Linked DNA regions of Gossypium hirsutum: region 2 is linked to region 1. A link is a contact called in public Hi-C data. All regions are on one chromosome and are shown on one strand. Each heading gives the region's core, a stretch centred on a gene start, on an enhancer-like site or on the middle of the called end of the contact. The rest is flanking DNA. Distances are from core to core; before and after follow the strand shown.

Region 1 (3,228 bases), core at 272-2,771:
ATGTGGCAATATAGACTATTTCAATAAATATGGGAACTAATTGAGAGGAATCATATCTTGTGATTTGATTTGATTTTGTATATCTTGTAAATCCTATAATTTAACGAATAAGATTAACCTCGTCCGTCGATGTAACTTGATATTGACTGTCTGTTTTGAGGGAGCTCAACTATAAATAGAGAGCCTCCCCCCTCACTTGTAAATGACTTCAATCATCCATTGTTTCTTTATACTTTGTGAATAAGAGAATATTGAGAACATTTACTCAAACACCTTTTGTGCATTGCTTTATGTGACTTTTTGTTGTTCTTTTGTGACTTCTTTTGGCATAATTGCTTCCGCTAGACAAATTGGTGCCTTGGAGAAATTCTAAAAGAATCCTCACTTGTAATATTTAGGCTGACTTAGACGAGTTTGAAACAAACAGATCGTCTAAGGCTGCATGGATCGCGAGACGAAAGATCTAGCCCCGTGACATATGCATGTATTTAGAATACATGTTTACATTTAAAAATAACATATAATAAATAATGAAACATAATATTAGAAGTTAATAATAACACACGTTAAATAGATAAAAAATAAAAAATAAAAAATAATTTAAATTATGAATAAAAAATTTAAATAAATATTTAAATTAAAAGTATTAAATACATTTCAAATATTTTATAATAATCAACAAGAAAAGTCGACCACCAAATTGGACTGAGCTATTCAGATTTGGACATAGGACCATAATCTAGCCCAGGACATTGTAGGATCCACTTCAGCCTTTCATAAAAAGGTGAAGAAATATAGAAAGTAGCCAATTAGATATTCAGTAATCTCGAATTTTATTGTCAAAATTATTTATTATTTGCATTAAATCTAAATAATATCTTCTGATTTTGAATTAACTAATCATTTATCAAATATCTAAATCCCTTAATTTAAACATTCAAATCCGTATTTATTATTTAAAAAGTAAAAAAAATAATTATGATCTGAATTCAAAAAAGTAAAACAAATTTAAATAATAAATATTTCAACATCTTGAGTATTTAAATTCGAATATTATTTAAATTTGTTGGAATGAATTTTAACTTAATTGATATAATTATTGTCGTCAATGTAATAGGATATAGATTCGAGTTGAAACACATTATCCTCTTATTTATAGGTTAGAGGAGGGTTATAGATAATTTTAAGTATTATGTAAAAAAGAGTAGATATGATGCAAATTTATAATGAAATTAATTTAGAAAGTAATTAAATTTGAAAGAAAAAAACGCAAGTTGGCTGTTAAATTTAAAAAGGAAATGGGAAAAATAAAAGGTTAAAAGGAGAGTTAGGCTGGGGTTGGCTCGGCTTGGCTTGGTGGGGAAAGGAGTGGTAGTAATAAAAATGAACCCCAAATCCAAAACAAACAAAAGTGAAGGGTGGGGCACAAAATTTAAGGAGTAAGATGCTTTTATAGGGATCTGTGCACTGCCTTTTATTCATAGATTAATTAATAAATTAATCAGAATGGGAAAGCAAACAGTTTACGTGTGTGTGAGTATAACTTAAAAACAGAGGGGGTCCCACTCCCAGTGGCTGAGTCAAAAGGTCACTCACCCATTTCACAACTTACCCTTACTCCACATTTAATAGAGATATGAATATTAATTTTTGTATAATTTTATCTTAATTTAGTTGTCAAAAATTTATTAAATTAATATAATTTTATATTAATAATTATATTAATTTAATATAAAAATAAATGTACATATATAATCATTTTTAAATGTGTATAATTAAATCAAAGTAAAATTTCATATATACATATAAATCAAAATTCAAGTTTTATGTGTATAATTGTATGAAATTAAAATTTATATATTAAATTACATATTAAAATAAAATTCACATATAAATTTAATATTTATCTATTTTACAATGACATCATTGATTTTAAAATGGGGATTAGCAAAAATAATTATGACAGACAACACATTAATAAAAACCTACCGTTTAAGTTTATGTATTTACCATAACTAAGTAAAATTTTCAGTTATTATAAATCACGAAAATTGAGAGACAAACTTTACATTTTAGTAGAATGAGAATATGAAACTTAGAATTAAATCAAGAAGTTGATTGAGATGGTATTGGTCAATATAAAAGGATATGAGTTTGAGTATACTAAAATATATTATCTTTTTATTTAAAAATTAGGGATAGACTATAGATAATTTTATAGAAAATAAAATATATAATAAAAAACTATAATAAAATTAATGTTAAAATAAAAAAATAATTTAAATTAATTACACGAAAACTCCAAATTATAAAGCAAAAAACCCATTAGTTTCATATTTAAAACAGATTAATTGAAGAGTGTTTGGTTTATTAGTAAAATTAAGACATCGGGACCTTTGATATAATATGTTCTGCTTTTAATATAAATTTATTTATTTTGAATTAAACCCCATGTCAAAGATTTTACATTTTGAATCAAAATTGCATTTAATGTTTATACAATATTATCCCATCACAATATTAATTTTTAATTACAATATATATAAAAAATGAACCCTAAATATTTTACCAAAATGGAGATTTTATGAATGACTATCATCTAAGGATCTTTGAGTGAGTAAAAAAAATCAAGGTGACATGAAAAGTTTGTTTGGATGGAGAGAAAAAAAAAAAAAAAAACACCCGCCGAATTTCCGAGCCATAAGAAAGAGAAAAATAAAACAATTGGTTGGGTGGATCCAAAGGGCAGTTTATTTAATTAATAAAAATTAAATTTATGGGATTGTGATATTTTTTTTTGGTTTGATGTGACATAAGACGTGTGGCACATTGTGGAGGGTGGGGTCTACTTCCCACCAACCATGTGATAGCTTATTTCTCCCCTACCTCTCTCACGCGCCTCTCTTTGAGCTTTACTAATCAATCCTTTTTGCCTGAAATGAACCTCTCCTTATGTGTTTTCAATTTTCTTTTAATGAAATTGAATTTTTTAAATTTATAGGAGATTTAGCAGAGTTGGGGTGATCGAATTTATGAGGAAACTACATATTTTGTTATGATTTGTTTTGTTACATTTGTGGTCAGATAAATTAGATTGGAGTGCACGCGCTGTTCTAATGTGGTGGAGTTTAAAATATCGAGGCGGAAGAGGGGCTGTCAGGTGTTGCTATCAAAGGGGCCCAATTGTCCGGGCTCCTTGGGGGGTTAGGGGCCCACAACTTCATCATT
Region 2 (2,930 bases), core at 77-2,576, 100 kb after region 1:
GTCTGGAAAAAGGGTTGCACCAACAACAACTGATCCATAGTTGAGATCTGCAGCTGGTTCACTTTGTTCAAGTGTTTTGTTATCAGTATTTTCAGATATAATCACTTCTTCTTTCACTGAAACATTGCTCTCTGTCTCAGTGCTTTCTCCACTTTGCTTTGCCTGCAACTCTCTTATCTGCAACAAATCATTCCATGTTCAAACAAGATGTAGGAAAATTGAACACTTTGGGTTATTAATTATTAATTATTACCTCTTTGAGAAGAGCTTCATTGTCATGTTGTAGGGCTTCATAATTGGCCTTAAGAGTTTCATAACTGGTTTTAAGAAGGCCATAATCCCTTTCCAATTGCTTGGTCTTCCACCTAGCACGTCGGTTTTGGAACCAGACAGCTACTTGTCTTGGTTGCAAACCAAGCTCTTGAGCCAACTTCACTTTCCTTTCAGGTTCAAGCTTGTTTTCAACCTCGAAATTCTTTTCCAAGGCCTTAACTTGATCTACACTTAATCTTCTCTTCTTCTCAGCAACATGACCTGATTCTTCTAAACACCCTTCTTCATCTAATCCATCTAACATCGACTGAAACTCCCTGCTGTAAACATGGTTGTTCCTAGGACTATGTTCATCTGCACCAAAACACAAGTCATTCATACCCCAGTCGTGGTTAGAGTAGATCCGAGAGAAATAAATAAAGTTTCAAAATTGGGATTTGTATTAAACCTGTTGTGGGACAGATAGACATCAAAGCACCCAAAGAATCTGAGCTGCCAAGTGACCTCTTCATAGTTGAATCAACCTTTAGGTAAATTTCAAACAGATTAAAAAGAAAAAGAAAAAAGAGAGAGAGCCTTAATTGTGTATTGTTTTGGGACAGAAGTTTTGTTTTTATACAAGATTTAAGAGATGCAAGATGGTTGTAGTATCACTTGTAAAAAGAGTAACACCCTTGTCTAAAACAAGACCAACTTGTACAAGATTGTAGAAATTTACAACTGCACAACAACAACCATTGCCCTCTCTCACTTTCCCCACCATTATATTTCTTCTGTTTCTTCAACACAGTTTCTTCACTTCTCTCAGTTCCCATCCAAAAACAAAACACAAAACCCAACAAGACAAAGCTTTCAAGAAAACCCAAAAAACATGTAATATGAACTCCCCACAATATGTTTTGTTTTTTGTGTTTACATCAGTACACAACCTCAAAATTAGAATATAGTTTGAGAGTGTTGAAATGGAAGAAGTGAAGAATAGATATTAGTAATTGAGTATTGAGAAAGGAGAAGAACCCAGCAGGGGTAATAACCAGTTCCCATCACTTTAAATAAAACAAAAGAGGGGTCACATTTGGGTTAGAATTTGACTGGGGTTAGGTACCCACAGTTGGCCAAAATGCAAATTAACATAAAATTCATTCCAAATGCACAATTTTGTTTTTCTTTACCGGTTATTGGCGTACCCGGTTTTTCGACCGTTTATTTTTTTTGGTGGGTAAAAAGTAAAAAAAAAAAAAAAACTACTACGAAATTGGAAAGCGGTGGTACGGCTCGGCTCCTATTACGGCTTGGCGCTGTTTATTTTTTTGAGCTTAAAAGATTTGGTTGGTGTCAGCGTATCATGGCCCTCTCTACTCGGGTCGGTGCGATTAATCGCCTATCTTTTTACCATTTTATTTTCATAAATAAATGATTAGTTCTCACTTATCATAAGATATTTCATAAAATTATAATTTCATGGAAAAACTTGTGTGTCTCTGAATTATTTTGAAACTCAAAACCTCTTTATTTCTAATTTTATTCCATTAATTGATTGATTCACAATGCTACTTTTTTTATTTTTATTTTCAAATTACACATTTTATGTAATATTTTATTAATGGTAAGGAATTCAAATCTATCTTTTATGAATTCTATCTTTACCCTAATTTATTAGAATTTTTTTCTCACAGCAGTTATTGGTCAACATGTGTATTTGAAGAAAAAATATTATATGAAATTGTGATTCTATGATCACAGTTTTATACGGTCTCTTCTTGTACTTGAAATGTTATTTTTTTTGTCAAATTATTGCATATAATTTATTAAATGGTTGGTTTTAACGAATTGTTGATTTCAAATTAATGATTTAATGGTGATTGGATTGATTTTTTAAATTTTTATAAAATATGAAAATCAAATTATAATATATTAAAATCGAAAGACTAACTCTTTGAATATATAAACAAAAAATACTTCATAATTTTATATATATTGAAATGAATTTAAATAAAGAATATTTCAGCCAAAAGAAAATTAGGGCACAAATATAAATGTCAATTTCTAGAGGACAAAGAAAAAGTACACAAAAACACTACAGGCCAAAAGAATTTTTTGGGACGGGGACTAAGTTAAAAGTTTTTTTTTTTTTTGAGTTAAATTGTTGCTTTCCTATTTTATTAGTTTATAAATTTATTTTTTAAAAGATTAAAAAATATTATTTTTAAAAGTTTGAAGTGTAATTTTATTATATATTAATTTATAAATTTATAAAATTTATAGGATGAAACATGTAATTATCCATTTTAGGAGTATTTATAATAAAATTGTTGATGCAAGAGAGTGATAGAAATGAATGATTCACCCTGCTTATTACTGAGCAGAGAGTTGTTGAGTAAGGTAGTTAAAATAAAAAGAGAGGGGAGATGAGGATGCTAGTGTCACGGGCCAGAGTTCAAAGCCCGTGACCATCAAACCAAATGCATCCGATGGAGGTCTATTACTTAGACGGGGATCATTTGGCCCACGTGAGCTGGCCCGATTCAAGGAACTGTTGGAAAAGCTTGTCAGATTAAAGTCTGGTTGGCCCAATCGGATTGGCCCGTTGCTTGAAGAGATTGAAGGTCCATCTACAAATATGGAAACATGATCTTAAAAGATATGATATTATAATC

What was found. Hi-C and Micro-C count contacts between places; a contact is called where the count stands out from the background.
Region 2: a contact with region 1 is called in a Hi-C map of leaf, with 3 times the contacts expected there. The contact joins the promoter of LOC107951736 here to the enhancer-like site in region 1. A contact is called at or near these places in 14 of 34 Hi-C or Micro-C datasets (anther, callus, fibers and 3 more).

The regions. Positions count from the first base shown.
Region 1 is chrA02:97,784,705-97,787,932 of Gossypium_hirsutum_v2.1, forward strand. No RefSeq gene overlaps it. Among protein-coding and RNA genes, the nearest start is that of LOC121209967, 4.3 kb to the right of the region's middle. Within about 2 kb of position 1,522, at least 4 of the 9 cell types and tissues checked have an H3K27ac peak or open chromatin away from gene starts, as enhancers often do. A contact at or near this core is called in fibers, hypocotyl and leaf, where this site is marked.
Region 2 is chrA02:97,887,492-97,890,421 of Gossypium_hirsutum_v2.1, forward strand. It overlaps LOC107951736 (homeobox-leucine zipper protein ATHB-6), which reads right to left and starts at 1,327. Exons shown (of 3, transcript XM_016886876.2): 1 at 722-1,327; 2 at 254-627; 3 at 1-177. The coding sequence starts at 785.